Linked DNA regions of Triticum aestivum: region 1 is linked to region 2. A link is a contact called in public Hi-C data. All regions are on one chromosome and are shown on one strand. Each heading gives the region's core, a stretch centred on a gene start, on an enhancer-like site or on the middle of the called end of the contact. The rest is flanking DNA. Distances are from core to core; before and after follow the strand shown.

Region 1 (5,371 bases), core at 2,709-5,208, 200 kb before region 2:
GACTTGAAATTTTGTGACAACCTACATTAGTGTTGTGTGAGTGTGCTAACTTTTTTTTTTAGAATTTTTTGAACATTTTAAAAGCATAATGTGAGTTTGGTGCACCGGTAGCACCACAAGCTTGGGCCCTTTTGTCGGTGTTTGCCGACTGGTTATTTCTGATGTCAATATCGAAATGGAACGCTACTTATCAAACCCTTGCGACTATTTTGGCTCGTTTTCATGACCAGGCATACAAATCCGCAAACAAACAATCACTATTCTGTCCCTCCAGCTCCAAGTGCTTCATGCAGCCATGCACCCGTATTATTTTTGGTTGCCACACTTTCTTCTTTTTCTTCCTTTTGAAGTAAAGCCCGCTTACATGTAAAAAGTGGGATAGTTGAGAATTTCTTGAGCACAGGGCAGAACGGTCAGTGATTAAGACTCGATGAAACTTCCCTTTCTCTTCCTGAAACCTGAATCATTACTTGAGCGTCTCCATTCCTGCAGGACAGCTGTAGAGAGCATGTTCAATGACTGATGATGTACTGTATCATATATTCTTGAAAGCTACTGTATGAATAGAACGTATCATATATGGCTCAAATCTGATACGAAAGGAATTCGCAAAAAATCTGAAGTATGATAATCCGCTTGGTGGGATTCAGACAGCTCCACTCGGCCACCACACATGAACGCATGATGCAGGTTCACTGCACTTTGCATGAGGCGTAAGCAACGATTCAGATCTTTAGAGGTCCCCAACCCAACCACACCTCCCGCTTCACAGGAAGCGCAAGCAAATAATTCCAGCGTGGGGTCACGCGTCTCCGTGCATGACCACCCAAGATATTACTCCGAGTACACCTTGCACATGCCGCCGAGTTAACAAGTGAGCAACTGATGAGCAAGCAAGCTTTGAATAATTTGTGCAGACGGGGACAGGAAAGAACGGAGATCACGACGATCCAGTAAAAATTATTACTACTCCCTTCATTCGGAATTACTTGTCTCGAAAATGGAATTACTTGTTCGGAATTACTACTCCCTCCGTCGGGAAATACTTGTCGAAGAAATGCATAAAAATGAATGTATTTAGAACTAAAATACATTTAGATACATCCATTCCTCCGACAAGTATTTCTAAACGAAGGGAGTACTATTTTAGTTCTAGATATATCCATTTTCGAGACAAGTAATTCCGAACGGAGGGAGTAGTTTGGTAAGGGGTCGCTCCTCTCATAACTCTGAAGCTCCAGGCCATGTGGAGATGCGTCGCACACGTCCGACAGGGCACGGGGTTGGTTGATCTGAGCCAGTTAGTTGGTGGACAAAACTGTCCATTGGTAGAGATGCGTTCTGCAAGGGGCAGATGATAAGCTTTCAGCAGACCGATAGGGTGGTCTCATAGACGAACACAGAACTGTGGAACACATGTGGAAATTTGGTTGATTTTTGGCGGAGTTTTGTGGGTATCGGCGACGCGATGCGTCAATTTCCTGCAACGAGCCTGGCCAAATTCTCCTGTGCCACGCGCGAAAAATGTTCGCACATTTGATACGGGGATCTCGGCCTGAACCTGCCATCGCGCTCGCTTGATTCGGCGATCGCGCAGACAGTTTCTGCAGTCCGTTTTCCGTTCACTTCTGGGGCGTACAGCCAGTCGTACAAATAGGCCCGGTTCAGCCACAGCCCACAGGTGAATTTGATAGTATCTCTCCCGGTTCATGAGGATTGTAGGGCTATATCAGGGCCCTCGCTTATCAGAGAAAGTTAAGTCTGCTCAGATCTTTCTGCTGCGAAACACGCGCCACTGGCTGGAGGGAGCAGGGCCTCCACATATCCCGTGCTACCAGTGGCAACTTGTAACTGCAAAAATGGCAATTCAACCCTAGAATAATGATTTTGCAGATTCTCTGGGCCTGTGCAGTGCTCCACATGAATTCGGATTCCCTTGTCGGATCTTGAATCTTTGTTCTGTCGAATCACAATCATGGTTCTCTTCAGTCTTGGACGAGGCCAATGCTCCAAGAGAAGCAAACAGAACAAAATGATTCAAATTCCTATGTCGTTGAGTACTGAAGATTAGCAATAGTATAATGAAGAACAAGACATAGTATTTTTTTGTATAAAAGCACCGCAAATTTCACAGTTCAGCTCGTATACAAAGCACACCATCCTAGTATTGCACAAATTCCAGTATCGTTACACATAGTTTTCTTCTGCTATTGGAAAGAACAGCCAGTCTTCAATGTGCCAATGTCTGTATTCTACTCCGTACAAGTTGAACACCGAGAGGCACAAGAAAGGGGGGTAGCGATACTCTACCCTCAGATCTAGCACAACAAAAAATTACAGCAATCAAGTAATGATAATGCTATCTTACACATCCTTTAATTACTAGGCATCATCAGCAATCTTACACCTATGCACACAGCTAAACAGCAGAGTAGTACTAGAAAGAGCCTTATTGCATCTGTACACAAATACTAGTACGTAGAGGCAGCTGCTCGAGTACCAGAATGGAAATTTCCAGGTCCAATTCCAAATTCGATTGTGCCGAACTATCTAATTCGATCACTTCACTTGTACTAGTACCATGGTGGGAGGATCACTGTTCTGTTCTCCTCATTGCAGATCGTAGACGTTGGTGTCCGCGGCGTAGCAGCCAAGAACTCGGACGAACACGGCGAATTTCTCGATCTCCTTGATGGCCTCGCGGACGAGCGGGTCGTCGGCGGCACCCTCGCAGTCGACGTAGAGGACGTGCGGGAACGCGCGCAGCGTCGGCGCACCGCGGGCGCCCGTGTCCAGGATCATCACCGGGGGCCGCGGCTCGCCGACGCCCGCTTCGTTGTTGATGACCTCCAGCTTGGACATGTTGATGTTGCGGGAGGAGAAGGCGGAGAGCACCTTGAGCACCACCGCCATGGACCCGCCCCGGTGCGCGACCACCATGCTGGTCTTGGCGTCCGCGTCCACGGGGACCGCCACCGGCGACGGCGGCTTGGAGAGCAGCAGGAAGCGGGTGACGTTCCAGGACTCGTCCTGCAGGCCGTGCGCGAGGACGTCGAGGCCGTAGAGGTCGGCGGCGCGCGGGCTGGCGATGGCGGCCGTGTCGAGCATCATGTTGGAGCGCAGCATCTCGACGGCGCCGGCCGTGTCCTCGACCGGCTCGCGGTCAACGCCGAGGCGCGCGAGGGCGCGGCCGCAGTGCGCGAGCGCCATGGGGTGGCTGATGACCCGGCGCACCTCGGTGGCGCGCACCCCGGGCATGGCGAGGAGGCAGTAGTGCACGAAGAGGTTGATCTCCTGCGCCACCACCAGGTCGTGCCGCAGCAGGAGGTCGTAGTTCCGCAGCGCGGTGCCCTCCATGGTGGACTCCACGGGGAGGATCGCCCGGTCGACCAGGCCGCGGTCCACGGCCGCCAGTGCGTCCGCGAAGGCACGGCACGGCACGGTCTCGCACCCGGGCAGCGCCGTCTTGGCCGCGAACTCGCTGTACGCGCCCGGCGCGCCCTGGTACGCCACGCGGAGGCCCGTCCCGTCCTGGCCCCCGCCGCCCGTGGTCACCGACAGGTGGATCCGGTCATGGCCGTTCACGTGCGTCTTGCCGTTAACGACGCCGTGGCCGTTGATGGCCCCTTTCTTGCCGTCGGCGCCGGCGCCGTTGATCTGTACCTTGCCGTTGTGCGCTTTCTTGGAGTGCCCGTTGACGTGCGGGGCGCCGTCGACGACCCTGGCCGCCCGGACGAAGGACGGCGACCTGGAGGAGGAAGGCCTGGCGCGGTTGGGCTTGGGGAGGAGGAGGTGCTTGGAGAGGTGGAGGGAGGAGGTGTAGGCCATAGATTTTCCGGGCGGTGAGGTCGGCGGTGGTTGGAATCGGAGTAACAAGCGTCGAGAGGGGAAGCTTCTTGACTTTTTATACACGCGGAAATGGTACTACTCCAGAGTGGCTTGGCCGGCTTCGCTGCTTATATAATTCTACCGCAAGTTCTTGCCGCCTTTTCTCCGAAGGTTATTCTTTGGTGTGGAAATTTCCCACCGGGTTCTTGCATGCTTAGCATCAACTCAAATTATCAATTGTTACCATCAGTAGTCCATCAGTGTCACCCTCGTTGCTGGAGCGAATGCCGTCGAAGAGATCGTAATCCGTAGGGCCGGGCGCGACACGATGCCACGGCGCGCATCCGGACGCGTGGTTTCTTGGGTGACCCGGAGTCGCGGCACCGGCTCCGCCGTCGGATCTCCTGGCCGGGCGGGCAGGCGGGGCAGTGGCCGGTCGCTGTGGGCTCGCTCTTTTCTCTTCTCTCCCCTTTCCGGGCTGGCCGATTGGTGCGGCGGGCGTCGCTGTCGTGGGTGAATGCCGACGGGGTCGCCGTTGTCCTGTGGCTGTAGTGGCTGTTAATGGTAAGAGATGGTGGATCCAGGAGGCTGTACAAAGGTGATAAGCTCGAAAAGTCATTCCTGTGGCTCCATGCGATAAGAACGTGCCAGATATAATACAAAAATGATGACAGCGAAGTATCCTGCTACTTGGACCAAATCTATTTAACGCTGGTTGCATGTGTGTTTTCCAGGCGAGTTTCTATTGATTAAGGCTAGTTTAAATTAAAAATAAACGGAAATTTCCTTTTTTATACTCCCTCCGTAAATAAATATAAGAGTGTTTAGATTACTAAAATAGTGATCTAAACACTTTTGTATTTCTTTACAGAGGGAGTATATATTTAATCAAAATAACCAGAAATTTCTGACGCAACAACATGTTGAATGCAATCCAGCGAAACATGAAATCATCTTTTATAATGTGGGCAGCCCCATTAGCCGATCTCCGCACCCATTTGGTCTTGTATCCTTTTCGGTGAATACGTTTAGTAGCGTATCAATTCATTGATAGGAGGGTAGAAAGCAGTTGTTAAAAATACAAGGCGCAGCCGCGCAAGCATGCACAAAGAGGCACTTGCGAGGGTGCGGCAGTGAGCAGGGGAAAGAGAGGTGCTCAGCCTCGGTACAGATAGCTCAGGTTACATGAATAATGGTAGCTAGTCCCTTGGCGCCCGCCTTGGCCCATAGGCGAGCATCGTCTTTGATAGCAGTGATCAAATCGCCGGTGGAGGGGTGCAGGCCATCGAAGATGGCCACATTACGATGCTTCCAGATGGCCCAGACGGAGCGCGACGATGGAGTTGAGGCCTTTTCTCAGGCAGCCAGGGGAGGCCTCGGACGCCATAGACCACCAGGTGAAGAAGCTCGTTGCGCCATCCAGTGGAGGGGCAACAAGGCGGCACCAAGAAAGTATCTTGTGCCAAATGGTGTGGGAGAACGCGCAGCCGATGAGTAGGTGATCAATGGATTCAGTTTCTTGGTCACAGAGGATGCATGTGGC
Region 2 (5,867 bases), core at 926-3,425:
AAATAAATGTTCTCACTTAAGTTAGAAGTTTGTGTGTGGTCTTTTTATAGTATATCAAGGATACATGGCATGCATGTTTTCATGTGTACATTGTGTGAAGGTGCAGTCTTGGGATCGATGTTATGCGAAGGCTAGCGGAGTTGGCTAGATCTGCATAAGTAGGTCCTTGGGCGCCAAAGAGGCTCCCTACCTTTGCTCATCCCATTTCCTATCTAAGCCGCCACACGTAAGTACCCCTATTTCTCTCACCCTAACGATACTGTGACTGACCGGCTAGGATCTCCTTCCCCTTATAATCATTCCCGCGCTCCTTTGCATGGCCCATGCGGGCTTGTTTCTGGTGCAGTTCTTCTCACAACTCATTCTCATGTTTCTATTCTAACTCATGCCTCAAGTCCCTTTCCCAAGGCTTACCTTACGTGTACTGGTACTTAATAGGGCCATTGACCTCCTCATGCTCTGCCCTATGCTCCTCGCCAGTACGGGAGTAAGCCAAAGGAGTAAATTCATGGTCTAGGCTGCATTTAGTCGGCCAATTTCTAGCAGAAGCATGGACACGGTGCCCTGGTCATTATCACCCATTTGAGAACTGCCCAAACTATTGTTGCTGCTAGATGCCTCCTGGTGTGGGCTTTCCTTTATCGATGAGTTGCATCCAGGTGACACCATCAACTAATGTGCCCACTGGGATGCCGAATCCACCATTGATTAACAAATCCCATCCACGTGAACTAGACTGCCACAATCAAAATAGAAGTGTGGAATATTCTCATAGAAGAAGTCATACCACATTCCAATCAAGTCCTCTAGTGAGTATTTGAGGAAAAACCTTGCACAAAGGGCTCAAACGCTGGAATTTTTGCTCAAACCCCGAGGTGTTTGCCGCTCACGAATCCATCTTTCTCCACATCCACTCAAACCACCTCATCGAGCCAGATCCCAAGTACTTTACCAAAAGCTTTCGATCGCTTGTTCAACGGTGAACTAACATCCGAACCCAAGCTTCGACCGTGTCAAGCACCATCTCGGAGGGCTTCGTGTTTCCTTCATAATTGTTTAGGACAATCACATTAAAATCAAACTGCCAAGGTCCATTGTTCATTGTAGTCAAAAATATTTCCACCATCATCCATAATTGTGCTTCACGGTGTAATCCCAGGCCCTCTGCATCGTCCTATGAAGAGCATGAATGTTCAATGGCCTCAACGAGCACAATTTGCCCACCACCGACCAAAGTATCAGTCTGGGAAGATCCAACCCGTGTTTTGTGAAGATGAACCCAACATGGTCCTTCTCTGTCAACAACTCACCCAGTTTTGGCAAGAGACTAGTTGCCTCTTGCAAGTCTTGCCTTCTGCCGGAGACCTAGATGATTCCTTGCTCGTCGATCCTCCCGCCGCCCTAGTAGACGTGGTAGCCATGGTGGAGAGGAACACCACCCGATCAATGAGTAGGCCAGCATTGTTGCTGCCCCTAGCACCACCGAAAGATCGGCACCCATGAACAAAAAACCCTAACCCCAGCGACAACTCCCCCCCCCCCCCCCCCCCCCCCCAAAGTTGCCTCACGGATGTTTTTTCTCGTGGTGGACCGGCTACACCCACTGAAATCAACATAAGGTTTTACCGTTTCACATAATTTTTGCTAAGACGAGAATGATTAGGGCACTTACAATGCCAGGCGCTTATATAGACGCTTGTAGAGAAAAAATAAATACAAAATGATAAATATTCACGTAAGCGTTCCCTCGTTCAACCTAGCAGCTAATACGGGCGCTAAAAACTCGTAAAACAGTTGTCATTGCGTTCAATATTTTATCTCGTGCAGCAAGGAAAACCTACAAGCGCCTGACTCCTCCGTTTGCATCGATGCCCAGGCAGACTTCTGGATTATCTAGCGTATCTACCGATCGGATGAGAATTTGATCCTGGCACCTCCTGCTAGCGTCCTGCATTGAAGATGCCCTTAGCGACCTGCCGGTTGGACAAGCCTTGGGACGTCAACCGAGCTTCCGAGAGTCAATGCTGTTATGAATAGTATCATAGGCGCGAGGACAGGTCAGAGACGGCGTCCGTGGTTCACAAATGTGGAAATATTCGCATAACACGGCTCTGCCACTGCCCCCGCCGGCCCTAAATGTGTGAACTCTGAGCAGTTCAGGGGTATCGCGTGTCAAACCGCGCGCGAGAATCCACTTTATTATATACAGCCTACATATATATATATTGTATGTATGGCGGCCTTCTAGAACGATTGCGTTTCTGGACCGTATTGGTTATTCGCCGATTCCGGACTATTATACCACTGCTGATGCTACTTACCTGTACGTTTGTCAAGTCTGGACAACGATGGATCGTAGGGTTGGGTTCAACTACCAATGGCAGGGCACCACAAACGCTCCTTTTTCCATTTTAGATGGCTCATCTTTTTGTGGTGGGTGGGGTCTCATCGCATCATCAGCATGGCTGGATAGGGTCACTTTTCTTGCACTTGTGCCAATCATGATAACGAAGGTAACCAATAAAGCGTCCCCACGATATTTAGCAACTGCAAGTGGGCACGCGCTGGAAGATGTGCTCCTATTCCACACAGAGGGACTGTCCAATGTAGAATATATTAGGACTCGTCAAAAACAAAAGTGTAGAATAAGCCGTTTGTTGTTCAGATTTCACTCTCGTAGGCAGAATCTTCTATATTTAAATAGTTAGCCCCCACTATCAGATTCCTCTACACATACGTGCTTACACATCACCTCAATTATTTACAGCCTTTCGATCAAAATTGTGTGGCATCAAGGAGTTATGCATGTGTTCATAAGTGAGTAGATTCTCCGGGCGAAAGTCTTGCACCTTCTCCGGTCGGTGCCGATGTTGGCGATGTTCTTGAGCATTGCATTCCTTCCTGAAGGCACATCGCGGAGCTACGTCCATCTACTGCCGCAACTGTCTGGTGTTTCCGGGTGAAAACCCAAGCTCCATTGGAGCGGGCGGCGGCGGCAATTATGTCGTTACCTTCTTGGAGGCACCGCCTTGGAAGCAATGACCTTTGTGGAGTGGTGGTCTCATGGCAGTGGTGCAGAGTTGTGTCGCCGTCGGGGTGATGGAGGCCGGGGCGGCGGCTCTGGACGGTGGATGTACGCCGAGGCGGCGGCCTCGGATAGCAATGCAACGGTGCCTCTATGGGGTAGAGTCGCGGTTGTGCATTGTTTTGGTGGCGGCTTGGTGCTGCGTGGGTAGCGAGGTCGTCGGCCTGGTCGATGCGCCCTAGAGGGGGCGGTCTGACTTTACGTCGGGGCGGCGGCCCCGGATGTGGTGCGACGTTCGTGGTCTGCGAGCGGTTGCCCTAAGCAGCGTGGGCTGCGGGCAGCCGGGTTGCGCGGCGTTGCTGCTCGAGGGGAGTGGTGGTATGTCGGGGCGGCGGCCCCGGAAGGCGGTGCCGGTTGATTGCGCTGGGCGCGAGGGAGCGGTGGATGTCGGGGCGGCGGCCCCGAGAGAATCACTGTGGCGGCCAGACTTCTGTGGCAACGATGATGGTGGGAGCGATGTCGGCGACGCGGCAATGGTTGCGATAGTCGGCTCTTCTTCGGCGTGTCCACGGTATTGCCTCGGTTTGTTTGTTGCTGTGGAGTCGAAGTTGCGGCGACGGGGCCCTGTGGTGTACGATGACTGGCTGCAGGTGGCCCTTTCGGCGATCTTCCGTGGCGCCAGCCGAGCCTGATTTCGTTCTTCTGAGTTCTCCGTCAGAGTCGGAGTTGCGTTGTCTGGCCGCAGGTCGGCATGTTGTCGATAAGGGTGGGCTTTGCCCTGTGTGTTTCAGTCTATGGGAATGGGCTTGGCCCTTGTTGTTTCGGTTTTTGCCCGGTTTTCCGTAATTAACTGGGCAATTCTCTTCTGCTTATTTAATAGATGAGGCAATCTTTGCCTCCGTTTCGAAAAAAAAATTATGCCATCTCATTGGTCATGCATGTCTTTTTTTTCCAACGCATGCATGCATTTTTGCATTAACCTATCAACTCAAACAACGCCACTTCATCAATCATGTCTTCTTTTTGTGGAGATTTTTTTTCTCTTTTATACATCATTTTGTCACACACACTTCTTTTATGTTTTATCATTTTAAATATGTAAAACTCTTACATTTGTTTCCATTGGTTTTAGGCACTTATTTATGCATTGATTTTAACATGGTTCCCGCAGCAACGCGCGAAGCATCATCTAGTTAGACAAGTCGCTGGAATATTAGCAAAGCACACGTCAAGAAGCGCAATTTTGTTTTTGAGACAATGAAGAAGCATAAATAAATGGACGTAATTGTCACGCGGGCTATCATCATTCTGCTTGCAATGATGGCAGGCCGTCGTTTGGGCCTGTTGAGGCAAAATCCAGCGTTAGTCTGGGTACGTTCAATAGCTAGTACTTGCCTTTCCCTCAAAAAAAAAAAGCTAGTACTTGCCGACCCTTAAAAAAACAGCTAGTACTTGCCATGAGGTTAAAGAGTTTTCTCTTCTCGCATATTCGATTATTCGGATCTGACGAGTTTAGGTTGGTGTTCAAACTTTGTCGGTTGGTTTGATTTTTTGTGAAGTTGAAGTGTTTCATCGACATCATGGTGAAAAATTTGTGATCCGACGTCCTGCACTTCTAGGGGATTATCCCCAGCCCAAGTACGTTCACCGATCGAGGCTTTTCATCTTTTTGGATGGGCGACTTAAGGTGCTTTTAAAAACCATTACTGGTAATATTCGTTCGGGTGAAAAAGCGATAACCTCCTTGCTCTAGTCCAATTGCAGCCATTTTACTGAAGTCTTTGAAGTATTTCTTCTAATAGAGATTGATGCAGTGAAGAAGATGTTTTCAAGAGATTTCGTTGTAATTCTTAGTCGTAGGAGTTACTTTGTATTTTTTTTAATTTTATATCGAATCAGTGTACCTATAATTGTTATGAGTATGAATAAGATTGCAAGTGTTTCTAAAAAAAAACCAGCTAGTACTTGCTTGAACCTAGCCTCAAGTTACCTCTTTACTTGCTTCAACCTTGCCTTTTTTTGAGATAACATCACTGGAAGTCATAAAACTTGCGCTGCATGTACAGTTTGATGCTAAAACTTGTAAAATACGAATTTTTGGTCATCTAACTTGTTGTGTGGTGCAAATATGGTATGTTCTACCATATCCGGATGCACATGTTACCTGCGTGGTATTGGCTTGGAGTAAATGTTTCTAGATAACTCCCTGAAATTTTTAATTACGCAAAAAGGCTAGGTGAGGCCCACCTGTGAATGAATAATATAAGAGAGAAAAATTATAAGTGTCAATTACTTTGTATTTTTTTTGGATTTGATGTTCGAATCAGTGTACATGTAATTGTTATGAGTATGAATATGATTGCAGGTGTTTCTCAAAAAAAAACAGCCAGTACTTGCGTGAACCTAGCCTCAATTTACCCTTTTACTTGCTTCAACCTTGCCTATTTTTTTGAGGTAATATTACTAGGAGTCATAAAACTTGCGTTGCATGTTGAGCTTGACACTAAAACTTGTAAAATGCGAATTTGTGGTCATCTAACTTGTTGTGTGCTGCAAATATGGTGTGTTTTACCATATCCGCAAATGGCTTGGAGTAAATGATTGTAGATAACTCCCTGAAATTTTTAATTACGCAAAAAGGGCCAGGTGAGGCCCACCTGTCAATGAATAATATAAGAGAGAATAATTGTAAGTGTCAATATGGCTTGGAGTAAATGATTGTAGATAACTCCCTGAAATTTTTAATTACGCAAAAAGGGCCAGGTGAGGCCCACCTGTCAATGAATAATATAAGAGAGAATAATTGTAAGTGTCAATATAAAGGGGCCAGGATTCGATCTCA

Evidence for each region. Hi-C and Micro-C count contacts between places; a contact is called where the count stands out from the background.
Region 1: a Hi-C map of leaf shows a contact between it and region 2, with 2.7 times the contacts expected there. The contact joins the promoter of LOC123123914 here to the enhancer-like site in region 2. A contact is called at or near these places in 2 of 5 Hi-C or Micro-C datasets (leaf and root).

Annotation. Positions count from the first base shown.
Region 1 is chr1B:357,580,316-357,585,686 of IWGSC CS RefSeq v2.1, reverse strand. LOC123123914 (arogenate dehydratase 3) reads right to left here and starts at 3,958. Exons shown (of 1, transcript XM_044544572.1): 1 at 2,144-3,958. The coding sequence starts at 3,828. The coding sequence ends at 2,611.
Region 2 is chr1B:357,377,024-357,382,890 of IWGSC CS RefSeq v2.1, reverse strand. No RefSeq gene overlaps it. Among protein-coding and RNA genes, the nearest start is that of LOC123123914, 200 kb to the left of the region's middle. Within about 2 kb of position 2,175, at least 2 of the 8 cell types and tissues checked have an H3K27ac peak or open chromatin away from gene starts, as enhancers often do. A contact at or near this core is called in leaf, where this site is marked.